Regions from separate parts of the Mus musculus genome. Here regions 2, 3 and 4 are each linked to region 1. A link is a contact called in public HiChIP or PLAC-seq data. All regions are on one chromosome and are shown on one strand. Each heading gives the region's core, a stretch centred on a gene start, on an enhancer-like site or on the middle of the called end of the contact. The rest is flanking DNA. Distances are from core to core; before and after follow the strand shown. Region 1 holds the start of Mfsd1 (major facilitator superfamily domain containing 1). Region 2 overlaps Iqschfp (Iqcj and Schip1 fusion protein). Region 3 overlaps Iqschfp (Iqcj and Schip1 fusion protein). Region 4 overlaps Iqschfp (Iqcj and Schip1 fusion protein).

Evidence for each region. HiChIP or PLAC-seq counts read pairs in DNA pulled down with a chosen protein or histone mark.
Region 2: a contact with region 1 is called in an H3K27ac HiChIP or PLAC-seq map of embryonic stem cells, with 5 times the contacts expected there. The contact joins the enhancer-like site here to the promoter of Mfsd1 in region 1. A contact is called at or near these places in 2 of 39 promoter capture datasets (hippocampal neurons and liver), 15 of 115 datasets of contacts at active chromatin or transcription factors (astrocytes, cardiomyocytes, embryonic forebrain and 7 more) and 1 of 9 other capture datasets (embryonic stem cells).
Region 3: an H3K4me3 HiChIP or PLAC-seq map of stem cell-derived neural progenitor cells shows a contact between it and region 1, with 6 times the contacts expected there. The contact joins the enhancer-like site here to the promoter of Mfsd1 in region 1. A contact is called at or near these places in 4 of 39 promoter capture datasets (the 3T3-L1 cell line, cranial neural crest, hippocampal neurons and 1 more), 5 of 115 datasets of contacts at active chromatin or transcription factors (embryonic forebrain, embryonic stem cells and stem cell-derived neural progenitor cells) and 2 of 9 other capture datasets (embryonic stem cells and pancreatic islet).
Region 4: a contact with region 1 is called in an H3K27ac HiChIP or PLAC-seq map of embryonic stem cells, with 6 read pairs. The contact joins the enhancer-like site here to the promoter of Mfsd1 in region 1. A contact is called at or near these places in 5 of 39 promoter capture datasets (cranial neural crest, hippocampal neurons, liver and 1 more), 1 of 15 datasets of contacts at CTCF or cohesin (pro-B cells), 1 of 484 Hi-C or Micro-C datasets (cardiomyocytes) and 6 of 115 datasets of contacts at active chromatin or transcription factors (astrocytes, embryonic forebrain, embryonic hindbrain and 3 more).

What each region holds. Positions count from the first base shown.
Region 1 is chr3:67,581,418-67,584,117 of GRCm38.p6, reverse strand. Mfsd1 (major facilitator superfamily domain containing 1) reads right to left here and starts at 1,350. Exons shown (of 16, transcript NM_025813.3): 1 at 1,141-1,350. The coding sequence starts at 1,300.
Region 2 is chr3:68,487,162-68,489,861 of GRCm38.p6, reverse strand. All of the region lies in intron 4 of Iqschfp (Iqcj and Schip1 fusion protein), which reads right to left. The region is part of intron 1 of Schip1 (schwannomin interacting protein 1); the gene reads right to left. Among named protein-coding and RNA genes, the nearest start is that of Gm22073, 59 kb to the left of the region's middle. Within about 2 kb of position 1,376, at least 25 of the 459 cell types and tissues checked have an H3K27ac peak or open chromatin away from gene starts, as enhancers often do. A contact at or near this core is called in embryonic stem cells, where this site is marked.
Region 3 is chr3:68,580,389-68,583,088 of GRCm38.p6, reverse strand. The region is part of intron 5 of Iqschfp (Iqcj and Schip1 fusion protein); the gene reads right to left. All of the region lies in intron 2 of Schip1 (schwannomin interacting protein 1), which reads right to left. Among named protein-coding and RNA genes, the nearest start is that of Gm22073, 34 kb to the right of the region's middle. Within about 2 kb of position 1,343, at least 37 of the 459 cell types and tissues checked have an H3K27ac peak or open chromatin away from gene starts, as enhancers often do. A contact at or near this core is called in embryonic stem cells and stem cell-derived neural progenitor cells, where this site is marked.
Region 4 is chr3:68,542,074-68,544,773 of GRCm38.p6, reverse strand. All of the region lies in intron 5 of Iqschfp (Iqcj and Schip1 fusion protein), which reads right to left. The region is part of intron 2 of Schip1 (schwannomin interacting protein 1); the gene reads right to left. Among named protein-coding and RNA genes, the nearest start is that of Gm22073, 4.3 kb to the left of the region's middle. Within about 2 kb of position 1,398, at least 114 of the 459 cell types and tissues checked have an H3K27ac peak or open chromatin away from gene starts, as enhancers often do. A contact at or near this core is called in embryonic stem cells, hippocampal neurons, stem cell-derived epiblast-like cells and 1 more, where this site is marked.

The DNA of each region.
Region 1 (2,700 bases), core at 101-2,600:
GAAACAAGAACAACACAAGCGCCAGTCTAAGGGATCAAATGAAAACTGGCAATGTCTCCTGGGAGCGGGGAAAGCTGACAGGCTTGAAGAAGCCCCAAGGTAACACTGCCTGTTTCCCCGCTGACTCTGTAAATACACAAAGCTAGCGGTCCAAAGGTGGAGAAGGCAGCTAGCGACAGGGCGGCTCTAGTTTCTCAAACCCAAACTTTCAGCCCAATCTACCTACCAAAAATAAACTGTCAACTTGAGTAGGGACAATTTCTTCAAGTGTTTTGTCTATGCTTACTGGTTATTGATTCTAAACCTAGAAACTTCTCCTTCAGGATTTAACTGCTTATAAGAAATTCAATACCATGGTTGGTTGGTTGGTTGGTTGAGACAAGATCTCACTTTGTAGCCCTGGCTGGCCTCTCTAGCGCACAGACATGTCCCTGTCTTCCAGTACTGAGATTAAAGGGCGCCACCACTATCAGCTCAATACGTTTTAAAGCAAATGAGTACCATCTTCTCAAAAATAAAGAAACCGAAGCCCAAAGTATCTTTTATAAACCAGGTGCATGTATTTCTGAATCTGATCCCCCTGAAACACTCTTTCAAGCCAAGCCAGTTGTTACGAATCCGAACAGTTTCAATGTAAACTAAAAACTGTAACACGGGAGGGAAGGGTGTCTTTAAAAGTAGCTAATGAAAGTGTTTTGCGCCAGATCAGATTTCATAAGTGAAACCAACTTAACAAGTGTGGTCCTGCAAGGCTGTCTCACAGAGGAAAGGTAAGAAAAGACTCCTACTAAGGTGTACTTAGCAGTGAACACTATCCAAAGCGGATCCGAGCTCTAAAAGAATACAAAGGAAAGCACTGGGGAATGGGAGGGGTCGCCTGGGGAGGGAGGAAGAGGGACTTAGTCACGCTCTGAAATTCCCCCAGCAACGTTCTGAAACTCTCGGGAGCACAGCTCTCCGGGAGAAAGATCTGAGTTTCCTTCTCATCTGCGTCCCCAGGGAGGAGCTGCTGAACACCGGGGCTTGGAGGAACAAACGTCACCTCGCTCCAGACACTTGGAAAAAGCGGGCTCCCGAGCCCAGGCAGCAGCGCGAACCCTGGAATCCCTCTATCATCTGCCCCAGCCGAGCCCCGCTCACCGAAGCCAAGGAAGCACATGAGCGACAGCACCACGAGCCGGTGCGCCAGGCGGCTGGGGTCGCAGAGCGCGGACAGAGCGCGAGGGGCGCCATGGACTGCGCTGTCCGCCTCGCGGCGGCCCCCAAGCAGCGCCCGATCTTCCCCATCCTCGTCCTCCATCAGCTTGCAGCCTGGAACGGAGCAGGAAGCAAAGGCAGGGCGGCAGCGGCAGCGGCAGCACTCACGTGATCACGTGTGTTCACGTGACTTGCTCGGGCCACGCCTCTCCGTGCTCACGTGAACGGTTGCTCACGTGGTGGCCGGGCTCCCGTGCTGCCTTTCTGTTCTGCCGATGGGGTATAGATCCGGTCGGGAGTGGGAGTGAGCGACCGGGTTCTCATTAACATCTGATTTAAAACCAGTAGGAAGTGGTGGTGCAGAAGTCGTGGTGGAAGGCTTGACCTGAACCCAGCTCAGTCCTCCCTCCCTCACTTCGCCAACTCTTCATGAAGAGTTGTTAAGTTGACCTGACGGAACAGCATATGATGTACCTGACACTTATGTACTAGAAAAGAGGACAAATTCTCTCACCTCTGAATATGGGTGAGAGAATTTCCTTAGGTGGACAGAAACTAATCATGTGGGTGGATGGATGGTGACTGCAGCTGAAAGAGTTATTGAATTCCTCTGGGTTTTATACGTTTATAATTACACGTTTATACTGATCTTGGAGTAAGAGGAAAGTCGAGTAAAGTAGAAACACGAACATCCTAAATGAGGAGCCATTCAGAGATGTCCAGCAGAGTATAGAGACCACTAGGTTTGTTTTGAGAAGTTTGATTTGGCAGCGCAGCCTTCTACCCCACATTTCTAGGTTTGCCGAGTCTTTGCAGTAGAATTTTGAGTGTAGCAAGGCTAGGTGCTAAATAGCTGTAAAGCGTGCCGCAGAAGTGAAAGTGAGAGGCTCAAAGCTGGAGCTATCGCACCAAGGAGAGATCCAGTGACTAAATGAGGACTTGCTTAAACAATAGCACCTGGGATTTGAAAAAGGAGGAGGACTTTTGAGTGTTTTCTAGACTCCTAGCTTGGGCCCTCCAAAGAGATCCAAATATGGGGGATGGGGAAGCAGAGGGACTGTGTCAGAGAGATACCGTTTGGAATGTTTATGCATAGCCTGCTGTCTACCTTGCATTCCCCTGACTAACACTGTGCAGTTGCCAGCACAGTGGTCATACCCCACCTTGGGCTTAATCTTTCACTCAGCATCAGCTGTACTACAATGAAGGGCCTAGACCATCAGTTTACATTCCTTGGCTTTGTCCACAGTATAGATTACTGTCTTGTGCTGGCTAGTTTTATGTCAACTTGACACAAGCTGAAGTCATCTGAGAGGAGGGAGCCTCAGTTGAGAAAATGCCTCCATGGAATGAACCTGTAGGCAAGGCTGTAGGACATTTTCTTAATTAATGACTGTTGGGGAGGGCCCAGCTACCCTTGGGTTGATAGTCTGAGGTTCTATGAGAAAGCAGGCTGAACAAGTCATGAGGAGCAAGCCAGTAAGCAGCACTGTTCCATGGCCT
Region 2 (2,700 bases), core at 127-2,626, 910 kb before region 1:
GTCACAAACTGGTAAAGTAGGCAGCTGGGCCAGGACTTGACGCTGGGTAGTTTGGGTTTAGAATTTTTATTCTTACTCTTTCATCTACAAGGTTAGTAGATCTTGGTCCCACGTGGGGGAAAATGTCAGAAAGAGTCTCCTTGCAGCATCCTCAGTCTAGCTCTGTCTCCTACTTGGAATCACCGTGTGGGCAGTATGTATGTCTGTGTGTGTGAGGCAGCTAGCTAGCACAGTCCCTGGCCTGTTAAGTTCAGCAGTATTCAACAAATTAGGATCTTAAGTTGTAAAAAAAAAAAAAAAAAAAAAAAAAAAAAAAAGAGTATAGGGGCCAGAGAGATGTGTTCTATTTGCAGCATCCACATGGCTGCTCACAATATTTTTAACTCCACTCACTCATTTCTGGCCTTCAAGAGCATGGTACACCTGCATACATATGTGCAGGCAAAACACACACAAATAAACAAATTTTTAAAAATGTTGACAGGTGGGGCTGGAGAGATGGCTCAGTGGTTAAGAGCATTGGGTGCTCTTCCAGAGGTCCTGAGTTCAATTCCTAGCACCCACATAGTAGCTTGGGATCATTTATAATTCAGTCTAATGCTCTCTTCTGTCATGAAGGTGCATATGCAAATAGAGTACTCCTACACATAATGAAGAAATCTTAAATAAAAACAAAAAGCTGACTGGTAGTGGTGGTGCACACCCTAGATTCCAGCACTCTAGGCAGACGGGTGGATCTCTGAGTTGGAGGCCAGCCTGGTCTATGGAGCAAGTTCGAGGACAGCAAGAGCTATATAGAAAAACCCCATCTTGAAAAATCAAACAAGTTTTAAAGGAAAAGTATAGACACTTCAGGAAAGAAAATATCATGTTGCTGCCTGCTAATGTGTTAAGTTCCTCCCCTGTCTCCCCTCTCAAAACATTCCTTTAAGATCAGCTTGGGTTTTTATTTGTCACAGGTAGGAAACTGGATCCACAATAAAACAGTGTGGCTGAGATGGCCACACCCCTCAGGGAAAAGTAGCTAGTGCTGTTTCCAGGATTTTAATTTGTTAAGGCAGTATCTGAGAAAGGACCTGTTTGATATACATGTGTTGGAATGGGTATGAGAAGGGTGGAAAAAAAAGGATTATTTGCAGAAATTTCTCTAAGCTAGTTCAAATAATTAGCCCTGACACTGAATGTTCTTTATATTGTGGCTGCTATACTAACACGGAGGTGGCTATCGAAGGGCTTGTTTCATCTTTATTGTGTGAATTCCATGCAAGTCACACACAGGACACAGATGTTCTGCTGTTTCATCACCTGTGTGTAGCTCTGGGGATACTGAACCGCTCTGTAGGACAAAGTGTCCTAGACGTAGAACATCTGGATCTTGTTTCCAGCCCAGTCTCTAAACAACTTTATGACCACAATTTGCAGATGAAAGAGGGCGGACTGCCTGTTGAAGGCATTTGGCAAATAGTAGGGGTTGGTTTAATGTCTGGAAGAAAACAGGCTTCTTCCAGTCTAGAGACCCTATGGATTTCATCCTAGAAAAGATGGGAAATGGAATGCAAATAATGTCTCTCAGTCTTTTTATCACCTTCCTTATCAAAAGATGCCGCGTCTGCCCCACCCCGACCCCTTTGCCCCTTGTTGTGGCAGGCAGCAGGCTGGAGAGTTGGCTCTGAAGTCATGACAGCAGGAGGGCTGGTCCCTCCCCTTGCCAGCTCTAGCACCCAGGAGAGTGGGCCCTGCACCTCACCTGGGCAGCACAGAACTAGCCCTGGTGGCTAAGGCACAGGTAAGCTGGCCTTGAGAACATGGAGAGCAGGAGAGCTAACTGGCCCCTTGCTGGCTGCAAGATTCAGGAGATGCTGAAGAGTTCTCTATGGTACTGCAGGCTCAGGAGAGAGGGCAGAATGACCAACTCAGCTATGGCCCAGGCCCAGATCCAGGGCTCTGAGTTGGCTTACCCCAACATCTACTCCCATAGATGATCTGCTGGAGTACTGAAGGGGTCAGTTGTGCAGACTGCAGGATCTCCCTGACACTGAACAACAATGGGATGTCTGAGAGGAGGTCTGATGAGAATGCAGTATTGACGGTATAGCAGAAGCCAGAGGCCTCAAAACAAACCAGTGGCTCATTGCAATGAACATTTGCAAGTAAGATGTGTGGACAAAAGAGTATACTGTGTGACACACCACAGCTTCCACAACAAGAATTTTTTATTCTATTTCAGTTTCCTTTGGGGGGGGGGGTGTTGCAAGGGCAGAGGACAGATATTAAGGGGACAGGGAGATGAGTGGGATTTGGGTGTGTGATGTGAAATTCACCAAGAATCAATAAAAAGTTCAAAAGAAAAATATTCCAAGTTCAATTCCTGCATTAATGTATGTCTGCTAACAGGTGAGGTGGATTCTCTTGGGTACACGGTACCCCTACCAATAGTCAGTTTTCACTTAGTAGCTTATCTGTGTATACATTATAGAGATAGATATTCAGAATATCTAAGATTTTATCCCCCCTCCCATTGATTGTGCTATATTTTAATAGAATGTCTATTTAAAACTCATCTCTTGGGCCAGCCAGAGATAGCTCATCAGGTATAAGAATTTGCTGTGTAAGCCTGACAGCCCGTTTCTGCTCGTGTAGAGGTAGAAAGAGAGAACCAACCCCATAAAGTTGCCCTCTAACCTCCACACATATATCATG
Region 3 (2,700 bases), core at 94-2,593, 1.0 Mb before region 1:
TGTTTACCTCCATAAATGTTTTTTAAATTCAATTTGTGTTGGACTTGTGATATAAACACGGCTCAGTGGGCTTTATGGTACCCCTCTTTCTATCAGGCAAATATTTTCTTCTCAGAGCCCAGATCCAAATCTAAATACTTTTATTCCACCTCCCAGCCCCCCCAGCCAGTCCTCTCCACTCCCAAGGGGATGAATAGCCCTTTTGTGAGGTATCACAGTGACAAGTTTCATCTTGTGGGATACATTTGCAAGGCCCTGTCTTACTCTGGTCCAGACCCCTGGACTTTCATTCCAGATGGCAGTGTCCTGGAGCGTTTGTCTGGATTCGTGTGGCAATGGTGGTCACTGAGTGCTGGCTAGGGCTGTGACCACAATGCAAAGCAGTCACAAAGGTCAAGAGGCTATGGGGTTGAAACTATGTTCCTACCTTGAAGGGTCCTGTGTATCCTAATGGATCTTACACGATGTGTAACAAAGTAACAACAGGTGTGCTTTACTGAGGCTAGGCACCTCACACGTGTTTCCTCTATCTTTCAATAACCCTATGGAGTAGTATGTATTATTGCCAGCTGCATTTTATAGCCAGGGGCGGAGGAGGGCACCTAGGGATGTTAAATAAGTGCCTAGCTACCTAAATTGCCATAGTCAGGCAGGAATTTGAATCTAGGTCCTCTGCCTTGGTGGCCCACAATGTAAATGGGTGTGCTAGAGCCCCCTACTGGCTGACCCCAGGAGCAATAAACAGCCACGATAAAGGGATATAGGTGGATTTGTTTTGTTTTTTAATTAGGATGTGTTGAAGAGAAACTCAGCCGCACTCCCAGTCATATGCTGAGTTGTTTTCTAAATCATACATCTGGAACATCCAGCATGCACTGCGGCAACCCTCCGGCTGCGGGCGCCTTAGGAAAATGGAAGGGAATTAGCTACCCTCACGACCTGGCACGCGGTCTGGTGAATTTTCTCCTCTGCTTGACCATGGCACTCTCAGGAGTCTCAGTAGCTTCTGACAGCTATTACTGTTTTAGGCCTTTTTTTTTTTTTTTTTTTTTTTTTTTTTTTGGCTAGGGGAACAGGGATTTGTGCTTAATTACTTTATTTGCCCCACTGCGCCTGCCACGATGTTGCTTTGCCTATGGTGAGCGAGCGGTCACTGAGGAGCTGCTGCAGTGAACAGCGAGGAGTAGAACCGCTTCCTCCAAACGCTCTGTCTACCTGTCTACCGTGAGAAGCAGCAAGAGCTAACATTACTGTTTTTCAACCCACACTGTTTGTGGGGCTCCGGTGAGGCTGACTGGCTGCAGGAGGAACGCCACCTTTCGGTAGGAAGGCTACCTCTCTGGAGGGCAGTTCCACCGAGGTGTTAGGATAGCTCCTTCAGAAGAATTATACACAGCCTACAGGGTGGAGCCTAGAGAACTGGCTTCTCCAGGGGAGAGGCAAAGTTACTGCATCTGGGCTCACTTCTCCCTCCTTGTCTGTTCTGCATCACGGACAATTTTTGTCACTCATTGGAGCCCCTATTTTAAGTCACTAATCAATTTACAGCTGATAACAAGCAGGTCTAAAGCTATAAAAATTTAGAAATTAGAAGACACCAAGACACATAAAATTCTGATAATACCTCTTTACCTTCATTATATCAGTACAGAATTGAAACGAGAAAAATTATATTTTAATTACATGAACAAATTATACAAACAATAGTACACGTGTATTATTGTATATATATAGTATATATTCATTTATATAATATATACAATAAATATTGTATACATAACACAAATGTGTAACTACATGCATCAATAATGTCATCTTTTAGAAATAGAACACTGAGCCAGGCAGTGGTGGCCCACACCTTTGATCCCAGCACTTGGGAGGCAGAGGCAGGTGGATTTCTGAGTTTGAGGTCAGTCTGGTCTACAGAGTGTGTTCTAGGACAGCCAGGGCTACACAGAGAAACCCTGTCTTGAAAAACAAAAACAAAAACCAAACAAAACCAAACCAAACAAAAAAACCCCCACTGAATCCAACATGGGTATTTCACTACTGTACAAAAATGATGAGGATTGGCAGTAAGGAAACTCAGAAGGAACTTCCTTCCCTCTCATCCTAAGTAAGCACTGTGTTCAGAGCCTCCTACAGCAGGGCCTGAGAGCCTGCGGGTGTCTGCCGAGGCAGAGCAGTAGTGACTCCCACCGTGAGCTCTCAGCACACAGGCTCACTGCTCAAATCCTCTCCAGGTGATCTGGTAGGTGGGGTCCTATCACGTGTGACACAGTGATCTTTCACGCTCTCTAGAGTTCCGCTACTCTTGGAGCAGAGCATCAATAAAGTCTAGGGGCCTATAGCAACAGTCTCAGGTCCAACTGCAGGCCCACCAAGTCAGAAGCTGTACTTCTGAAGATCCCTGCAACCTCCAACTGTATCTGATGTCTCTGAAGCACTTCTGGGAGAGCTTAGGGAGACAGATCATTATCAGCCATCTTTTTTATGTTTCAGACAGCAGTTCCAGACAGGGTGGCAAGACTCTGATTTTTTTTGTTGCTTGAGAACAACAGTGTAGTAAATTTCACTTCCAAGAGGTCCTAATGAACACAAGACTGGATAAAACAAATCTAGCCACTGCCCTGGCAGACAAGAGCTGAATATACGGTGGGAGGCTTTGTAGTAGCTTCATAAGCTAAGACCACACCATTA
Region 4 (2,700 bases), core at 149-2,648, 960 kb before region 1:
GAGATTCTATCTGTCCTTCAGTGCCCTCCAAAGATCATAGCTGTTCATTTCTAACCCCTGCTTTGTGCAGAATTCCTCCTAGCTGGAGAGCTGCCTCATTTCACACGTGCCTTAGAAATTGGCTACAAGCAAAACAAATCAAAGACAGATTCTCTATTTTTTTTCCCCCTTGGGTGTCATCTTCTTGTCTCTGTCTTCCCCCTGCCCCCTACAACTCAAATCCGGGAAAGCAGGGGAAGTCTTGTGCCTCCAAGCACACAGGCCAGAGGAAGGCTGGAGGTAACACATCTTCACCAGCGGCTCAGGTCTGGCTCCCAGTGGCAGCACAAGCTGATACAGTGTAATAAAAACCCACACAGTGAGCCCACAGCACCAGTGTGGGCACACTGTAGCTAGCCCACAGCACCAAACAGCCACTCAGGTGTATCTTCTGGGATACTGGAATACTTTGTATACCATACAGTTTACAAACACAATTGACTGCTCACTTTATCACAGTGTCTTATTTATGTGTTTGCCTGCCTATCTATCAATCTACCTTTATTTATTTAATTACTTATTTTATTTTAAACCGTTTCCCTACAGTCAGGCTGGTGGGGAACTTGCTATATGCAGCCCAGCCGGGCTTCCTACTTGAGCTCCTCCTGCATCTGCCTCTTCAATGCTGGAATAATAGTGGTGGTCTTCATCTACCCAGGCACTATCCACTAAGAGTGTAGGTCTTCATCACATACCTACGCCCTACCTCCAAAAGGATATCCTGCGTCCTGGGAAGAGACCCACTTGGACATGATTAACAGAGATGACCAGATCTGGACCAGGTTTGCATAAAGTTCTTAGAGTAATGGTCAGGAAAGCCCCAGCATGTTTGCTTAGCCTTTTGTTTTTGAGATGGGGAAATCTCACTTTATACCCCAGGCTGGCCCTAAAACTCACCAGTAGTTCAGGCTGGCCTCAAAGTCACAGAAACCCCGCCTTAACCTGTTATGTGTTAGATTCACAGGTAGGAAGCCACCACATGGGAGTCTGTGTGCTGTGTTATTTTTTAAAAAAAATTAATTCATTTATTATATGTAAGTACGCTGTAGCTGTATTCAGACACTCAAGAAGAGGGTGTCAGATCTCCTTACGGATGGTTGTGAGCCATCATGTGGTTGCTGGGATTTGAACTCAGGACCTTCGGAAGAGCAGTCGGTGGTCTTACCTGCTGAACCATCTCACCATCCCCCCGGGTGCTGTGTCTTAAAGTGGATCAGAAGGCTTCTCATTAAACTCATGGTTTATTTGGCTCACAACCACCCTCTTCTGTGAATAGCATAGCTCTGGGGCTGCTTCTGTGAGGGAGGAGGTGGGAAGTGAGTCTTTAGATTTTACAGTCAATGCTTTATTGAAGACACTAGGGGTCAGCAGATTCCCAAAAGTTGTGAGTGAAACCAGGAGCCCTGGCACCTAGGGCGGGGCCCGGTGCTCAGGGCGTTGCTGGAGAGATGCCCACAGCAGCCCGAGTCTAATTACTATTGTAGCCCCTTCCATATACAGGCCCTCCTCTTAGCAGTAACTTTAACTTTCATTTGGGTGCCTGACGTCCTCCTGCAAAGCCTGGGTGCTCTGAGACGATGATCTGATGCTGGAGTTTGTGCTGCAGCCCAAGCTAATTTACATAATACCTCCCACAGCATAGCCCAGGCTGCCAGTTCAAAGAAATATGACCTTATTTGGGCAGTGAGAGCCAAGAGATAAAATGGGATGGAGGTGGGAATGAGGGTAGGGGCGGGGACTGAAGAGGTGGCTCAGCAGGCAACTAAAAACCAGCACTGGTCTTGTAAGGAGGACTATTCAGTTCTCAGTACTCACAAGCACCCATAAAGATTGGGGGAGGGGAAATCTAACAGCTTCTGGACCCCGCAGGACAGGCACCTGCATTCACACATTTGTATACACACATACAAACTTAAATAATTGAAATAAACTAGAAGATTGAATGGGGAGAGGCAAGGAAATTTGCTAAGGACAACTGATTCTTCTGACAGAGTTCCTGGAAGTCCCCCTACCCATCTTTTCTTCCAATTAGATAAGAAACTTACTCTGGAGTCATATGATCCATACTCTGGCAACAACCAGGTGTGGCAATGTGGGATAGCTATAAAATGAAGCTGACTGCAAGAAACACAGCAGGGGCTTTAATAAAAATGATACAGTTCTGAGAAAAATTCTATTAAGTAAAAGAAGAAAACACATTCTAAATCATGTGTGTGTGCAGGTATGAGTGTGTGCAGGGGTGTGTGTGTGTGTGTGTGTGTGTGTGTGTGTGTGTGCATCCCATGCTGGAAATAGAACCCAGAGCTTTGTGGAACGGCTTTCTTCCCTTGAGCTTCAGCCATATACCCAGAAGCGTTTTCTAAAGAACGTCCTAGCTGTTTAAAAGCCAAATCTCTTCTCTGTGAAGCCAGGTTGAATATGGATTTTTTTCATATTTGCATTTAGTGGCAACTTACATAACACACTGAGGGGACAAAGCGTTTCAAGTGGGAAAGCAACTGAGTTGTATGTTCAAAAGCTGCAAGTTTCATGCCAGACCAACCTGTACTGGGGGGACACCAAAACTCTGCAGGATGACTTAAAGGCCATGGACCCAGCTCCTGACTGGGGAGGAGGACGTTATATATACTCAAGGCTTCTCTCCTTTACAGTTGCTGTGCA